2 separate regions of the Zea mays genome follow, and region 1 is linked to region 2. Evidence: chromatin contacts called from public Hi-C data. All regions are on one chromosome and are shown on one strand. The core of a region is the stretch at or near the end of the contact, and the rest is flanking DNA. Distances in the headings are between cores, read along the strand shown. Region 1 holds the start of LOC109940330. Region 2 holds the start of LOC100191288.

The links. Hi-C and Micro-C count contacts between places; a contact is called where the count stands out from the background.
Region 1: a Hi-C map of tassel shows a contact between it and region 2, with 3 times the contacts expected there. The contact joins the promoter of LOC109940330 here to the promoter of LOC100191288 in region 2. A contact is called at or near these places in 2 of 25 Hi-C or Micro-C datasets (ear and tassel).

Annotation. Positions count from the first base shown.
Region 1 is chr6:53,159,833-53,164,243 of Zm-B73-REFERENCE-NAM-5.0, forward strand. It overlaps LOC109940330, which reads left to right and starts at 2,966. Exons shown (of 1, transcript XM_020539810.3): 1 at 2,966-4,007. The coding sequence starts at 3,005. The coding sequence ends at 3,538. It overlaps LOC100282993 (peroxin Pex14), which reads right to left. Exons shown (of 11, transcript NM_001412255.1): 11 at 4,128-4,411.
Region 2 is chr6:52,823,305-52,827,583 of Zm-B73-REFERENCE-NAM-5.0, forward strand. It overlaps LOC100191288, which reads left to right and starts at 2,952. Exons shown (of 2, transcript NM_001352045.1): 1 at 2,952-3,481; 2 at 3,632-4,279. The coding sequence starts at 2,957. The coding sequence ends at 4,273.

The sequences.
Region 1 (4,411 bases), core at 1,716-4,215, 340 kb after region 2:
ATCTAGTGTAGTGTAGGACAACACCTTAGGAGCATATGCTCGGCACTTCGGCAGCTCCTTTAGGCTATAAGTATGTACCCCAACACTTAGATGGGTATGACATTTGAGTAATGTGTGAGAAATAAATGAAAATTGCCCCAACTCGTAGTGTCATCCTCTCGATGAGAGTTAGAGTCCCTTTGCTTACAGCCGCGCTTGGAGGGGTAGGGGCCACTCCGAGGGGAGGGAAGAAGGGGCGGCACACGTCCCGCCGGCGTTGGGGAGGGCAGAGGACGCGCCAGGGACGGTCGCACCTGGGCCACCAGTGGTAGATCCGGCGACGACACGGGAGAAACCCGCCGGCCCCCGAGGACGACGCACGGCCGAGAGTCGTGGGGCTTGCTCCAGGGAGGAAGAAGGGAGGGGGAGGGAAGGCTCCTGGAGGCAGTAGTCGGTCGGCCATGGCAGGGGGAGGAGAAGAGCGCCAGTAGCTAGGAGAGGAGGCCGGCGGCTGTCTACAGGAGAGAAAAACCCTAGCCTCTGATACCATGTTGGAAACCCTAAGTGCATTCCAAAGAGAGAGTTGTACAATATAAAGGGGAGTCCCTATTGGGTCAACTAACAGTAAACCTAAGCCTAGAGGGACCCGCATGGCCCAATAAGGACCAAGATACACTCTAACAGTAAACCATCTCACATCAATTTATCTTTGAAAAATTGCAGTTACTATCACGATATAGTTCCACTAGCCAGTCAAAATGTGCTCGTGTTGCTTTTTCATGATTTCTCATACTCAAAATCTGTTCAATGCTTTTTTACTTCCAAGCTGAAACGGTACCCCTTTGTATTGTTTGAAGCGTCGTGCATGTCACATCATTTGGTATTGTATTGGGAATGTTACATTGAGGATGTGAATTAAAAAAAATCTTTTGTTATATAAACTGCAATCTTTTGTCACTCTAGCTTCAGTTCTTGCAATGAGATTGTATACTATGTGGATCCCTTTTTTGTAAAATGGACCTGGTGTTGTTTGAATTAGCTCAAGACGTGTAGAATTTGGGGCCGTTCGCTTCTTAATTTCTTATTTAAACCGCCGTTTGGGCACAGCCCAAACAGCGGCACCGGGTAAGCTCAGGCGTTCGGCTGCAGGCATCCCCCTATGCTACTATTATTCTCGCTCTCTGTTGTACGTGATGTAAATCCCGTTGCTCAGCTTCGGGTCTAGGTCTGGGAGCTTCTGCCGCCTCTCCCTTCCTGCTGCGCCATTGCCACACTTTTCTCCTGCTGTGCTGCCACCAACTTCTCCTGCAACCCTTGAGAATCGAGCTATCCCGCCAGCTTCCTCGATGGTGAGGGAAGGGCAGCTGTGCCATCTTCTCAACCATGATGTGCCTGTATTCACCTTCGTGTTGGCGTGAGGAGACCCAGTGGTGGCCCCGGTGTGGATGAGGCCACCACCACCTGAGCATCGCTTGGCCCTGTTTGCACATTGTCAATGGCCACCACTGTCAAGCCATCACTGTCTGCACATACCCCCTCGGTGAGCACTCTTACTTATTATTTCTTGCATCTTCATATTACTGTGTTGCCATACTTTGAAGTTTTGATTATACAAATAGCTGAAGCTAAGTTTTGATTATACATAGCTTCAAAGATGACTACTCGAACATAATTTTATGTATTATCAAACATGTAACTAGCTGCAGCTTACATAGTTTTTAAGGCGGTAAGGCGAGATGAGGCGAGCCACCATCACCTTACCGCCTAGGTGACGCTAAGGCGAACTAAAGTGGGCTAAGGAGAGCTCTTAGGCAAGGCGAGTCACCCTCGCCTTACTGCTTAGGCGACGCTTAAGCGTCGCCTTACGGGCGCCTTAAAAACTATGGTATACAGATACCGCATACACATACCTCCATAGATGACAACTCTAACACAATTTTTATCTACTGGATCCATACAAGCCATGGCCTATATGACCAAATGCACTCCTACAGAGCATGCTTATTTTAAGAATAGAGTTGAAATCACCAGCTTATGTACTGCCAGTTTGTTTAAGACAAAAGAATGATGTGCTTTTTAACAGTAGAATTTTGCTGTCCATGTTGTAGTTGCTTCTAAGCTGACCTCAAATTTTCTGTGAATTTACACTTTCACGAAGTATTGTTGTTTAGTTTGGCGAAAATGTACTACTATAGACTAGTATTTAATTGTGCACTGCATCATAGACTCGTGAAAAAATTGAACATTTTGATTCCATAGAACATACATATTAAAAATCTGAAACCTTGGTTTAGCTTACTCTATGGCTCAACTGACATTGATAACATTATCCATTTAATAGTTTGGTTTGTACGAACCACAAAATGTGATTCAGTCTTCGTGTTTCTTCATCCATCCATGATTCTAGTTGATTCAGTTGCCCATAATTTTTAAGTTCTTTCATCTCTTCTGAAAGCAGCTCCTCATACTGCTGCCTATTCTGGCTTTGGGTGCATTTTTCTTCTTTGCGGGACAAGATATACTGCAGGGCAATGTAACTCTTCCCACAGATTTGATATTCAGATATTTTCTTTCTAATGTTCCCCTATTGATGTTTTTTTTTCTTGGCACACTCCATACTTTGGACAAAGCTTGCAGATACTGAAGTAAGCAAAAGCAGCTCTGTATAAAACTTCTATCACATACTTAGTTGAACTCTGATCAGCCTTATTAGCTTACTCTATTGCAGAACATGATACATGGACTTCTCATCTCGAGTTACAATACCTACAGTTAATAAACCATCCTGCCCTGGATGTCGACGATGCAGTCCTGTCCGCCACCAAGAGAGCGCGGAAGAGCAGGTACCTCTCCCCTCCCTACACTGGCACAGGTGTCCAAGAAAAGAAGGTCACCGGCAGCCACAAGCAGCGAGAGGAGGATGGTCCCACCCCCCCCCCCCCCCCCCCCCCCCCCCCCCCCCTCCCATCCCATGTCTCTGGTTCAGAGGTGCTCTCCGAGACGCCGTGCTCAGGCAGGGGAGTGGATGGATACGGCGGCCCTCGGTTGCCTGGCCATGTATAGAAGGAACAGGAACAACATCTTCATCGACAACCATCCCGATTCCCATGCTGCTGTGAGCGGTGGCGATGGTGATGGCTCACAAGACGATGGTGGCATTAAGCCCCCCTCAGCTGCTGGTGTTGGCCGCAAGATGCTCAAGCAGGCCCTGACAACGGATCCTTGTCTAAGAAGAACCCCCATCCTGCTGCTGCAGGTGCCAACGCAACACATGGACATTCCAATCCTCCTGTGGCAACAACTGCAACACCCCCCACTAATAATGAGAAGAGGAAAATGCACGAGGACTATGACGACCGCTGGGCAGCACAGCTATGCCTGGAATCCTGTAGCAATTGAGCTGTACTTGGCAGAGGGAACTCCCCTGCCCTCCAGGGAGGACCTCCTCTCCAGTCTCCATATTCAGCAGGTTCAGCTTTGTGATCGACTCCGAGACCCCCATCAGCCAAGACAAGCACAAGCGCACTGGGCGCGTGGTGCCACCACCCACCAGGGCTAAGCAAAGGCCGCCTTGAGCTGCGTGGCAACCGGCGCTCCCCCTCAGGCTTTCGGTTCTAACCCAATCCATATGGATTGAGGGGGTTTCAGTCCCAGTAAGTCAAAATCCCTTTCAATCCGTATCAATCCCCTCCAATCCATATGGATTGAAAATAACCGAACAAACCCTCATGGATATTAGGAATGATCTTGGGAAGATCTTGTCCTTGGGGTCTAAAGCCACAGCGGCGCTGAGCAGGTTATGCTACTGACCTATATGTTCCTTCTAGGCTTCTAGCTGCTGATCGTCAGTCTTTTGTAACTTCTAGTTTCTCACCTCATGCATTGTGTAAATGGTAGACCTGCAAGCATCACTGCTCTATCTAGTGGTACTCTGTAACTGATTATGCTTATATGTATCATTCTGCTCTATCTAGTGGTACTCTGTAACTGATTATGCTAATACGCATCATCCTTCATCAGGGTATTGTTCCTTTGCTTCAAAATACTGTGCTGGTGTAGTTGATTAGCCAGAGCTACAATCATGGTATCCCACCCTTTAACCTGAGACAACAATAAGTTAAAAAAAAACTGGGGAGAGCATGAACTGACAGAAACAACCTGTGTACACCGCCATTGATTCTCATCCTTGGCAAACCCAGAAAAACAACACCTGAATGGAATGAAGCGAACAGCAAAATGCAAACAAAATAAAAGACAACAATTCACAACCTTTAAGCACCCTCGATCGAACAGCCATAGATAATGCTTGACATTCTCCTGTGTACAAGTAGCATTACTCTAAATACAGAAACTATCTGCTACTTATTGACATGTTGTCGTCATGCTGTTCTGACACATGTTATTCAGAAATGTATGACAAACCCCAGTATGT
Region 2 (4,279 bases), core at 1,702-4,201:
TTTTATAGAGGAGGGGGGCTGGACCCTTTACACGACTGGATTCCGAGCTAATTCCGCGAATCTAGCTAACAAACATAGCACAAAACTCGGAACCCTAATCTACTCTGCGTATGCGCGGACCGTCCGGCCCACAAGCGCGGACTGTCCGGACCGCGGACTGTCCGGCCTCAGGGCCGGACCGTCCGCGTGCTCATTTTGGTGCCAAACACTAACGTAATTTGAACAAATTAAAAATAAATTATTTGAACCAGAATATATCATATTTTTAATAAATTAGCAGCGCTACACAAAAATAGATGACACGGCGTGATTTGATTGGTTAGATCAGGGTCATGTAAAGAATTACAGATTAAATAAACGTAATATATAGGATCTAAGTTTGGCTATCTTCTACTTTCTTCTTTCTTTCTTTCTTTGAAACCGGACAAAAAGCACGAAAAGAACGTAGTTGGGGGTGTTGGCGGCTCGGTTCACCTAGGCGCTCACGGTTCTCGCATGGCAATGGATCGGAGTGGCTCAGCTGCGACCCCCGTATAGCCCCAGCTTCCAGTGCCACGTTCTCCATGCTAACGGATGCTACAAAATACGGACGGTCTAACGAATAAGACCAACGTAACATATCGACGGTTGAGGTGATGATCACATCGGTCTGCGGCACGGTGACACTCATCAACTTCGGCGAGATATCCACCGCACGTCGTTCTCCCTTTAAGCTTGAGGACGCCACAGCCAGACTCCAAGAGCTCCCGTGATCGTCACCGCCTCCTCCCGAAAACCCTGCTGCCCACGGCCATGGCGTGGCGCTAGAGCGTTTCTATGGGATGGATGAGACGGCAGCGGTACCATCTTATTTATACCCCGGAGCTAAATGTTCGCATGCATATCTCAGCAAGAGATTATAGCCAAAAATATTTTCGATAAGTGAGGAGAGATTGAGTTGTTACGATTCTTTCTTAGAGTTTGTTACTAGGAATACGATGACTCAGCGTGAGTCACAAAAACCATCTAGAGGATGAGAAGCCGACAGAAAGAATAAAAGAAATGAGAAAAGGGTTAAAAAATCTATGCGCTTATGCTTGCATGTCGAGTGAAATGGTCTGGCTATTTTATGGTTAGTCCAGTTTAATCCTTTCCTTTCTCTCTTTTTTTCTATTTTTAATTTCTTTACTAAAATTTAATTCCAAATTTGAACTGTGTTTTGAAGTTTAAATCTAGGTCAAGTGCACATTTGAAGACCTAGCATGATGCACAATTTATATATTAGATAATTATTATTTGCCTTAACTGGACCCACATTATTGATATGCATAAAATATAGTCACAAAATCATATAATCAAGGATCCTATTTTATTTCTAAGATTTTGGGTATTATATTTGTACGGGTGGTTGTTGAGTAGGGACAACCAATTTATTTTCATCGGCGTCTGAAACCGTCTGTAAAAATTAGACCACGCCGCATACATGGAGCTTTTTCCACTAGTGCCCGGACCTAAACTTTTAAGTGTTATTTGGTTCACATAATTGTAACGCGATGGGTACAAATAACGTTAAATCATGTTTGTTTAAGTAAAACCGTAATCAAATACCACGTTGAAAAGGATACCGACCTATTTAAATTTATTACAGCTATGCGGACAGTACACGAAGAGTGATAGCTAGCCAGCCTCATCATCTCGACGTCGCGGCCAAGCTCCAGCATCATCACTTGTGTCTATATTGCAGTTTTGTTGCTCACATATTATAATAAACCGAGTGTAAATTGATTGTTTGAGGCTATAAACGAATTCAAAAAAAAGTTGTCAACTACAAATTAAAATTGAATAACTTTTTAAGTTCTACATCTTTTATTTTGATATTTTTCAATTCGAGGTCGTTTGCAAAATTTGTATTTTAAATTTGACAAACTCAGATGCAATTTTGAGAACCCAAATAATTTTAAACGAAAAAGTTGTAAACTATAAAGTTTCATAACTTTAGAGATCTACAACTTTTATTTTTGTGGTTTTTCTATAAGAGGTCATTTGAAAAAAAAACTCACAAAATTCGATTTCAAATGATTTATACTGGTGGTTTTTCTGCAGGAACCACTAGTAAAAAATTATATTTGTATTGTTGGTGGCTACTTAAGAAAACTGCTAGTAGAAATGTATGATTTCCACTGACGGTTTTTAAAAAAATTGTCACTGAAAAGATGTTTCCACTGACAATTCTTGAGTCAGGACAACCAATTTATTTTCACTAACGTTCGAAACCGTCTGTAAAAATTAGACCCCGCAACAGACATGGAACTTTTTTTTACTAGTGACCGGACATAAACTTTTAGGTGATATTTGGTTCACGTAATTGTAACACGATGGGTAAGAAAGATAATGTTAAATCATGTTTGTTTAAATCTGATCATAGTTAAATATCATGCTCAAAACGGATATCGGTCTATTCAAACTTATTACGTTATCACTTTCGAGTCTAAATCATTATCTTTATCGTTTATGTTACGGTTTGTGAGCCAAACGACACCCTATATTGGGCAGGCAGTACACGATGAGTGATAGCCAGCCACGTCCACATCATCTCGACGTCGCGGCCTAGCTCCAGCATCGTCATCCGGTGGACCACCAATGCATGCCTGTGACTGGTGGGTGAAAGTATGTTTGTATGCCTTGATTTTACTAGCCATACAAATTCTACAAAAAGCTATCTAAATTATGGTTTTTAGAAGAGACAACAATGGTTTGCCACCACAAACAGTGCAGTGTCTCCATGCATATGTTTCACGTGACGGCCGGCCGGCATAATGATGAAAATGCAGCAAACTGAATGCAGAAAGCTGGACAACAATTCACGGGCGACGATGGAAATGCATATTGATTCAGTAATTCCTTCTCCACTTCACTTTACTTCATTCACTATATAAAGAGAGAAAGAGATCTCATCATATACACACACGACATGGAGATGAAGGACGACGCGGTAGTCCTCGCAGCAAGGCCGAGGCCTGATGCAGCAGCAGCGGTCGTCGTCGTCACCTTGCGCCGCATGAACAGCAGCGGCGACGGCAGGATGAGCTACGCCGACAACTCCGGCTTCCAGCGGGCCATCGCTTCCGTCACAAAGAATGCCAGGCAGGAACTGGCGGCGGCGCTCTACCGCGCCCGCGGCCGACCGAGCTCCATGGTCATCGCCGATCTGGGCTGCGCCACGGGGCCCAACGCGCTGCTCATGGTGTTGGACGCTGTCGAGGCCGTGCTGGCGGTGGCGGAGGAGAGCCACCCCTCGCCGCCGCCCCAGCTGCACGTCTTCCTGAACGACCTCCCCGCCAACGATTTCAACGCCGTCTTCCGACTGCTGCCATCGTCGCCGCTCGCCGCTACCGGCTGCTGCTTCGTGTCGGCGTGGCCGGGCTCCTTCTACGAGCGCGTCTTCCCGGAGGCCAGCCTGGACTACGTCGTATCCTCAAGCAGCCTGCACTTCCTGTCCATGGTTGGTAGCCATTAGCCAGCAAGCACAGCACTAGCTTACACGAGTAGCTAATTGCTGATAGGACTAGGACCATGCCATATATGATATATATATGGGACCCTATATATATATATATGTCTATGTGTGTTGTGTCGTGTCGTCTTCATGCAGGCGCCGACGATGAGGACGGAGCATCCCAACCGGGGCCGCGTCTACGTCTCGGAGTCCGGCCCCGCGGCGGTGCTTGACGCCTACCGCTCCCAGTTCCACGCCGACTTCCTCGCCTTCCTCTCCTGCCGCGCCGACGAGATGAGGCCCCGCGGCTTGCTCATCCTCACCTTCGTCGCCAGGAGAACCGCCCGCCCCACCGCGCACGACTGCTACCTCTGGGACTTCCTCGCCGACGCCCTCATGGACATGGCCGCCGATGGCCTCGTCGACGAGGAGCAGGTCCACGCCTTCAACGTGCCCTTCTACGGCCCCTGCCTCGACGACCTAGCCAAGGTCATCGCCAGGGAAGGCTCCTTCACCGTCAGAACCATGCAGCTCTTCGACATCTCGCGCCGCTGCCTCCTCCTCCAGTCGGCGTCGGACGATGACGACGACTTGCCGCAGTGGCTAGCCATGGAGACGACAAGCACCGTTAGGGCGGTCGTGGAGCCCATGCTGCGAGCGCACTTCGGCTTGGAAGCCATGGACGGACTCTTCTGCAGGTACAGCCTCCGGCTAGAGGAGTACTACCGCAGCAACACCAGCAGAAACAAGGACGACCTCACCAACGTCTTCCTCGTCTTGGAGAAGAAACTGCACTAGCGCTAG